Regions from separate parts of the Mus musculus genome. Here region 1 is linked to region 2. The links are chromatin contacts, called in public HiChIP or PLAC-seq maps. All regions are on one chromosome and are shown on one strand. Each heading gives the region's core, a stretch centred on a gene start, on an enhancer-like site or on the middle of the called end of the contact. The rest is flanking DNA. Distances are from core to core; before and after follow the strand shown.

Region 1 (4,102 bases), core at 877-3,376, 73 kb after region 2:
CTGTAACTCTAGTTCTAGGGGGATCCAGTGCCCTCTTCTGTCTCCCTTGGGCACTAGGCACACACGTCGTACACAGAGACATACATGCATACAAAATACCCGTACACATTTAAAAAAAAATGTAAGTTTAAAGATTGACTTTGTTGAAAAGAATGTTTGTTTAGTGAAGGTCCTTAGCTTTGCTGTCATTGCTGTAATAATGCATGTAGTCACTTTTCAGGACAACAGGGATTCAAAGTCTGTCTGGACATGATAATTATTCCCGCTCAGCCAGGTGGATCGGGGCATGGTTAATGTGTATGAGAACGATAAGTTTGCTTAGGAGGAAGAGACTGGGTCACACAGTTCCATCGGCTGCTTCCACAGATCCCCAGATTCCCCACCGTGCCCCCTTTCTGACTAATGTGACTACATAGTCCTGCACCAGAGCTGAGGTTTAACATCTTGGGACGTATAAGGTGCGACCAACCTTGCTTACAGGACAGCATGACTAATGCCTTGCCCCTCCTTCCAGTTGCCCTCCTGCTGTTTTGCCTCACCAGGAGAGGCTTCTAGGTAAGTTTTCTTTGTAAAGTTTAGGCACAGGCAAGGTATGCTCCCTTTGCGGTCCCTTCTCTACTTGACACTGAACAACTCCACTGAGAATCAGGCCTAGAGGAGACTGGCTTTGTGTCTGGAGTGAGTTCACCCATGCTGTGCACTGCCCGAGCAGGCTGAGAGGGGCCCCTCTCCTTGACATTCACTGCCACAGTCACAGCTGTGTGAAGGACAGATATTCCACCAAGCCCAAGGAGTCTGGCGCTTCACGAGTGCTACCTGATCAGGATGCTCTAGGCTCAGGCTGGTCTTTTTTTTTTTTTTTTTTGGTTTTTTGAGACAGGGTTTTACTGTATAGTCCTGACTGTCCTGGAACTCACTTTGTAGACCAGGCTGGCCTCAACTCAGAAATCCACCTGCCTCTGCCTCCCAAGTGCTGGGATTAAAGGCATGCACCACCACCACCTGGCTGCTCAGGCTGGTCTTAGCCTTCTCCCTTCTTGTTAGACTGAGTGGAGCCCAGCCTAACCTGGGCAATCGCTGGGGCCTCAATTCTACATAAAGTTTCTTTGGTTGGCAATCTCACCACATCTGACAACTCGGTAAAGGGTCTTAGCAGATACCTTGGATGCCCAGATACTGGAGAAGAGCCTTTGGAGTCTCTTCTCTGCAGGAAATTTAAGATGCTCGTTTGGTTCCAAGTCACCTTGGCCTTCCTGGAATGTTCTGGACCCATTATACCCTTGCTAGATTTTCAGCCTCAGAGCTGACACCCTGCCAGTCAGATGACTGTGGTTCTGAGGAACTCTTTCATCGAAATCTATTCTCCTTTACAGTGATCCTGTAGAGACTTCTGGGAGTTCAGGGGTGTCTAACATACCTCTGGACCAGCTTAATGTTTTTTTTTTCCCCCTGGGATTTAAACCAAAGAGATTCCAGAGGCTGCCCCAATTTAGCATAAACCTTTGACAATCAATGCCAAACTTAATCCAGCTCCTACGTCCCTCCCCGCTCCTGGCTCCAGCCTAGATCTTCTCTAGATCATGACATCTCGGCAGCACCCCATCCCACACCCTTTCCTCTTAACCCTCGGTCCTACCTGAGGTTCATGTCCCCCTTCATGGCCAGGGTGAAGAGGTTAGACAGGTTCCCCCCAGGAGAGCAGCCGCAGATGAGGATGGCCAGAGCCTCAATGCTGGTCAGATGAAAGACCTTGCCCAGAAGGAAAGCACTGAGGGGCATGATACCGTACTGGGCCACTATGGCGATGATCACCCCTTTGGGCTTCCAGAAGTGAGCCTTGATCTTGCTGAACTCCATGGTGCAGCCAAGCGAGAGCATGATGAGCAGCAACATAACTACCAGAATGACGCTGAGCGCAGTGTCTGTGGCCCGGTGGCCAAAGCCAGGCGGCAGGGAGAAATTGAAGGGGGCTGATACGTTGTGCGCCTCCATCCTCCGACCCAGTGAACACCACCTCACTCTCTGCTCCTGCCCTTCCTTGCCCAGTGCTGGCTGGATGTTTTCTTCAGTCCTCTTTCAGGACAGAGTTTCTGGACAAAATGTAGCTGTGGGCAAATAAAAGATTATGCAACCTGCAGAACCACGGTTGTGGTTATAAGACAGCCCATAACCTCATCTCCCCGGATCCCCTACTTTGCTTAAGTTTTCTGACCTCTGTGCCTGCCGAGTGGAGCTCGTACCCAGCACAGGGTTCATTCTTTACCCTGCTGAGCATGCTTCACTATAGCGTCTCTGAGACCCATCCAGGACCTGCAACAAAACATGTCCACCTTTCCCTTTAGTTCCTGCTTCTAGCTCAGTCTCGGAGACCTCAGGTTGTTTCCTGGGAAAAGGTGCCTTCCCTATCCTCAGTGAGTCACCATTTGTTCCCGAGAGAAAGAGACTGTTTCTGCCTTTGCCTTCCTCATCTAAGTGGCAAAGGCCAGAGGGCCATGGGACAGGATGGGGGGGCGATGTGGTGTTGCTGTCTTCAGGAGAGGCTGTGTCCATGACTGTCCTCCTCTGAGACCTTGCTTTGTGCCCATATCTAGACCATACGTGTCCTGTGGGGGTTGGGGTTGGTTGGGGGGTGGCACCATGAATCCCTGAAAGACTTACTTATCTCCAGAGGGGAAAAAACTTTCTGGGGTACGTTGGGCTCTTGGAAGCCTGGAGATTATCCAAAGCCCAGCTCACGAGAAACTCCAGCTGTGGAGAGTAACTAGCTGGTGCCTGAGGTATCCATAACTTGAGAGACTTCAGAGAAGGAAGTGAGGTTGTAGCAAGCTTGAGATGCACCAGGTAAAAAAAATAATTCCACTATTTTTTGGCCATATATAAAGCAAGCTCTATTAAATATTAAATACCAGCCAAGGGGTAGACTTTGGTCAGAACCAGTTCCTGAAATGTTTCAGCTAAGTGCCCTGAGACAGACATGTAGCGGGGGTTTCTAAAGACTAATCTATGCCAGGCGGTGGTGCCACACGCCTTTAATCCTAGCACTTGGGAGGAAGAGGCAGGCAGATTTCTGAGTTCGAGGCCAGCCTGGTCTACAGAGTGAGTTCCAGGATAGCCAGGGCTATACAGAGAAACCCTGTCTCGAAAAAAACAAAACAAAAAACCAAAAACAAACAAACAAACAAACAAACAAAGACTAATCTATAAACCACTTTCCCAAGAGGCATTGTTATTTTTCAAGAATGACAGCTTATAGCATTCTAGGAAGTTACCAGGTTTGTGGGCAGGTGGGGTGTGCAGGTTAATTTTAGGCATTGCAGATGAGTGGCCTTTTCTTACTGCACTCCCAATGGCTCTATTTTGCATGTTGGGCCTGTGGGTCTCATGATGGAAACCAGGTGGGAGGCATGCAACATCAGCAGCATTAGAGAGGCAGGTATGGCCATCCTGAGCTGAACTCCCCCGACTCACCTCAACTATGAGACTGAGCGGGTCTGTTAGGTGTAGTTTCCCCACCATGACCAAGGCAAAGAACACTTTTTTTAAAAAAAGATTTTCTTATTTATTTTATGTATATGAGTACACTATAGCTGTCTGCAGACACACCAGAAGAGGGCATCGGAACCCATTATAGATGGTTGTGAGCCACCGTGTGGTTGCTGGGAATTGACCTCCTCTGGAAGCGCAGTCAGTATGCTTAACCACTGAGCCATCTCTCCAGCCAGACTGAGGCAAATCTTTTTTTTAAAAAAAACGTTTATTTATTTATTTATTAATTTATTATAAATACACTGTAGCTGTCTTCAGACACTCTAGAAGAGGGAGCCAGATCTCATTATGGATGGTTGTGAGCCACCATGTCATTGCTGGGATTTGAACTCAGGACCTTCAGAAGAGCAGTCAGTGCTCTTAACCGCTGAGCCATCTCTCCAGCCCCCGAGGCAACTCTTATAAGGACAGTATTTAATTGGGGCTGGCTTACAGGTTCAGAGGGTCAGTCCATTATGGCAGCATCTAGGCAGGCATGGTGCAGAAGGAGCTGAGAGGTCTGTCTATCTCTTCATCTGAAGGCCACTAGGAGAAGACTGGCTTCCAGGCAGCTAGG
Region 2 (4,173 bases), core at 1,617-4,116:
ACTTAAGGGGCAATCTACAGAACATATTGTGGTCTGAGAAAGACCAGGTGCCTAATGGAGCACATGGCAATGGAGGAGGGGGCCCCCTGGGAAGACCAGCAGTCTCAACTGACCTGGACCCTGGAGATCTCTCAGACACTGAGCCACCAACAGGTAACATACAACAGCTGATATGAGGCCCCCAACACAGATACAGCAGAGCACTGCCCGTTCTGGCCTCAGTGAGAGCTGCACCTAACCCTCAAGAGACTTGAGGCCCCAGGGAGTGGGGAGGCCTGGGGGTGGGTGGGGGTGGGTCATGGGGACATTCTCTTGGAGATGGTGTAGGGAGGGTGGGAGGAGGGGGAGGGTTATGAGAAGGGGAGCGGTTGGGGCACAGACCGGGAAGGGGATGAAGTCTGGACTGTGAAAAAAGATTAAAGAATAAAATTGAAAAGAGAGAGAGGGAGGGAGGGGGGGGAATGTACTGGGGGAAGGGACTTTGGGAGGGGGGACCTGTAGAGGGGACAGCAATTGGGATGTAAAGTGAGTAAAGAAAAAGAAAAAAAGAGCAAGAATGTATCAGTATGCGTGTTTTTCTGTATACAGAGAACTCCTAGAGGCAAATGTACCTGTATTTACAATGCGAGGAGCACTGAGCTCCTCTGAGGACCAGTGCTGGAGGCTGATGGAGTGATACGGGAGGAGAACCATACGGGAGGAGAACCGTCTTCTAATCTGGACCCTTTAAAATTGTTTTTTTTTTTTTTTTTTTTTAAATTACGGGTCTGGGTGTGGGTATGTGCACTTGAGTGCAGGTGCCCAAAGAGGCTAGAGACAGCAGACAGACATCCTGGAGCTGGAGTTATTGGCAGTTGTGAGCTACCTGGTGTGGGTGCAGGGAGCTGAACTTGGATCTCCTGATATATGTATCTATCTATCAGGCTCGAGATTCCTGGATGACTATATGAGGAGACAAAGACACACGGATGAAAGGGCCAAAAGGATTCCATCTCCAAGGCAAGAGGAAACAGCAGATACAGCTTGGCAGTGAACTAAGCATTCATTCTGAGGTCCGTGCAGAGGGCCAGAGCGTGAGGGGCTCAGGCTGTGACCAGGGCTCAGAAAAAGGCTCACTACATTCGTTCCTAGTAGATGACAAAAGCTTGTTTTCAGGTGACATAGAGGTGATTGGCTTTGTACAGGGAGGGTGTAAGGAATTCAGAGGGTCAGGGACAATCTGCTTGTGAGGGCGGAACAGGGGCAGAACCCACCTCCTCTGTCTCTCCCCATGGAACCCAGCATTTTACGAGGTCTGATGCAAGCTTACTACATATTTACATTCCTGGGATGGAGAGTCACGATATTCCTGGAAACACACACACACTTGGGTCCTCCTTGGGCCATCTCTGACGCACGGTAATTACCAGATATGTTATTACCAAGAGAATAGAGAGCACATGCTCTGCGCAAACTCTGTGGGGCGTGAAGACACCAGAAGGGAACGAGAGCCACACAGCCGGGGCTTGAGAACTGGGTGGTCAGCCCACTCAGTCCTTGAGGGGATGACGGTTTTACAGGCATGAACTAGATGAGGAGAACGCGGAGCAGGGTGTGCAGGCTGGATGATCGTGTGCTACTGGTGAGCTCTAGAGTCGATGAGTGCGTCATGACCACACAGAAGAATGTCTTCACTTAAAAAAAAAATTTAATGTGTATGAACACACTGTAGCTGTTTTCAGACACACCAGAAGAGGGCGCCAGATCACATTACAAATGGTTGTGAGCCTCCATGTGATTGCTGGGAATTGAACTCAGGACCCCTGGAAGAGCACTCAGTGCTCTGAACAGCTGAGCCATCTCTCCAGACTACGTGTTCACTTTTAAGAAGCGTGTAACAATATCTGGAGGGGGGCAGGAAGCTTTCTGTAAGTGTATAATTTCATTTATTTATTTATTTATTTATTTATTTATTTGCATGTTTGTTTTCTGAGACAGGGTTTCTCTGTGTGGCCCTGGCTGTCCTGGAACTCACTCTCTAGACCTGACCCCAGAACCCACATAGTGGAAGAAGAGAAATGACTTTTGTGAGATGTCTGACCTCCACACATGTGGGCACGTGCACAATAGTTTTTAAAAGAAATATTTTTTTTGTGGGAGAGTACAAGCTGCTCTTCCAAAGAACCCAGGTTCAATTCCCAGCACACATATGGCGGCTCACAATTACCTGTAACTCCAGTTCCAAGGACACCAGATGCCCTTTTCTGGCCTCTGTAGCGTAAGCAGGCTCGTGGTACACAGAGGTACATGAAAACAAGACACACACACACACATGCACACACACACACACACACACTAAATGTAAAAAGAATATGTTTTTAAAAAGATCCACAACTCTGGAGTAAATTCTCTGAGACTGAGAGGACAGAAGGACTAAGAATTCCCACCTGGATTTCGGCTTGTGACTCAGCCAAAGGATGCTGTCAAGGTGGCATTTGAAAATACTAAGTTCTGCCTAAACTCCCCTGGCAAAGCATTTCTGCATCCTCTGCATCCTCAGGCCTTGTGGCCCGCCGCCTCCTTGCACGGCAGGCAACCTTTCGCCAGCCTGGGAGGCCATAGGTCCCTGAACATAGGTCTCTCTTAAGAGCTGAGGCTGTACAGTTGTAAAGCGGGAGCCCGGGTTGACAGGGCAGTTTTGAAAGGAGAGAAACCACTTTCGGCTCCCCGACAGGACAAACACCCTTTTCTCTGAAAAGAGCTTACAGAAACGAGTATCCAATCACCAGCTTGGATTTAGGATCCCAGCAAGTCACACTGCACTGCACCAGAAACCAAACCTTTAGCCAGCCCAAGAGGTGGCGCTGGCACAGCCTTCTAGCGCCTTCTAGCGTCGGCGAAGGAGACGGCCTCCTCCAGGTCTGAGAGGACGAGATCTATCCTGAACTTTAGGCAGCTGTAGCCTGAGAATGGAAACGAGAGTTAGGAGTCCTAGATAAATAGTTTTCTAGAGCGGCCTTAGAACTCATCAGTACAGGGGACAATTTAATATTACAGGATTGTATTGTCTCGGTTCTGAAAGACAGATGCCCAAAATCAAGGTGTTGAAAAAGTTCCTGATGTGTCTTGAAGGCTCAAAAATCTGTTCTTCCTTCTTTTTAGATTCTGGTGATTCTTGGCCTTGCTGTTCTCATACCTGCTCCACTCCAGTTCCTCCCCGATCTTCTCACAGTGCGATGCTCTTCTTGTAAGGTCTCCAAGTGCCATACCAGGGTCCCCCTGAGCTGATACATTCTCACTGTGGCTTGCTAACATCTGCAGAGACCCTACTTCAAATTAAAGCCACATTCACAGGGACCAGGGTTGAGGAGGTATTCGAACATAGTCCATCTATCACAGATACAGTTGTTTCAACAGATATTCCTCCAACATCGGCTAAAGGCCAGGGCGGGGTGAGGGCTAGGCACACCGGACCACTTTGTACATTCTTGGTTCTCAAGTGTGCATCTTGTGACCTGTGTCTTCCTCTGCTACCCTTGTCTCTTCTGGGCCTGACAGGGTCCCAGGGACTGTGGGTATTTCATTGGCTGTGGATGAAAGGCAGCAGGGAGGGCAAGAGAGAGTAATGAAGGTTGTGAGGACAAAGAAAAGGCAGAGAACACAGGAAGGGGTGCGGAATAGTTGGGCAGAAGGGTAAACCAGGATGGGGATGAAGAGGAAGATGAAGGCCAGGCTGCATGGACCTTGGAGACTAAGTAAGTAGGAGACTACCACACAAGGCTTTATTGCATCCTCTAGGTGCCATAATTACCAGGGGTCAGGCAGAGAACTTTGAAACCAAGGTCTACATCCTAGATTAAAGTTATTAACATATCTAGAGCTTCCAGGTCACCTGGAGGCTCCCGGCAGGTGCACCTCTGGAGAAGGCCAGGGAGCTCCACTCGCTCCCAAATGCCTTCTTCTGTGTCCAGCAAACATGAATCCCTGCCAGTGCTTTGGTGCTCTGACTCACAACCATCTGTAAGTGCAGTTCCAGTGAATCCTGACGCCCTCTTCTGACCTCTGAGGGCACCAGGTGCACATGTGGTGCACAAGCATTCATACAGGCAAACACCGTGCACATAAAGTAAAATAGATAAATCTTTACAAAATAAAAAATACCCAGTCCCAGAACTGCTAACTTGCTGACAGCAT

What was found. HiChIP or PLAC-seq counts read pairs in DNA pulled down with a chosen protein or histone mark.
Region 1: an H3K27ac HiChIP or PLAC-seq map of embryonic stem cells shows a contact between it and region 2, with 5 read pairs. The contact joins the promoter of Slc10a1 here to the enhancer-like site in region 2. A contact is called at or near these places in 4 of 484 Hi-C or Micro-C datasets (embryonic stem cells, liver and undifferentiated spermatogonia), 1 of 115 datasets of contacts at active chromatin or transcription factors (embryonic stem cells) and 1 of 9 other capture datasets (adipose tissue).

Annotation. Positions count from the first base shown.
Region 1 is chr12:80,965,953-80,970,054 of GRCm38.p6, forward strand. Slc10a1 (solute carrier family 10 (sodium/bile acid cotransporter family), member 1) reads right to left here and starts at 2,127. Exons shown (of 4, transcript NM_011387.2): 1 at 1,637-2,127. The coding sequence starts at 1,992.
Region 2 is chr12:80,892,550-80,896,722 of GRCm38.p6, forward strand. No RefSeq gene overlaps it. Among named protein-coding and RNA genes, the nearest start is that of Gm23298, 17 kb to the right of the region's middle. Within about 2 kb of position 2,867, at least 32 of the 459 cell types and tissues checked have an H3K27ac peak or open chromatin away from gene starts, as enhancers often do.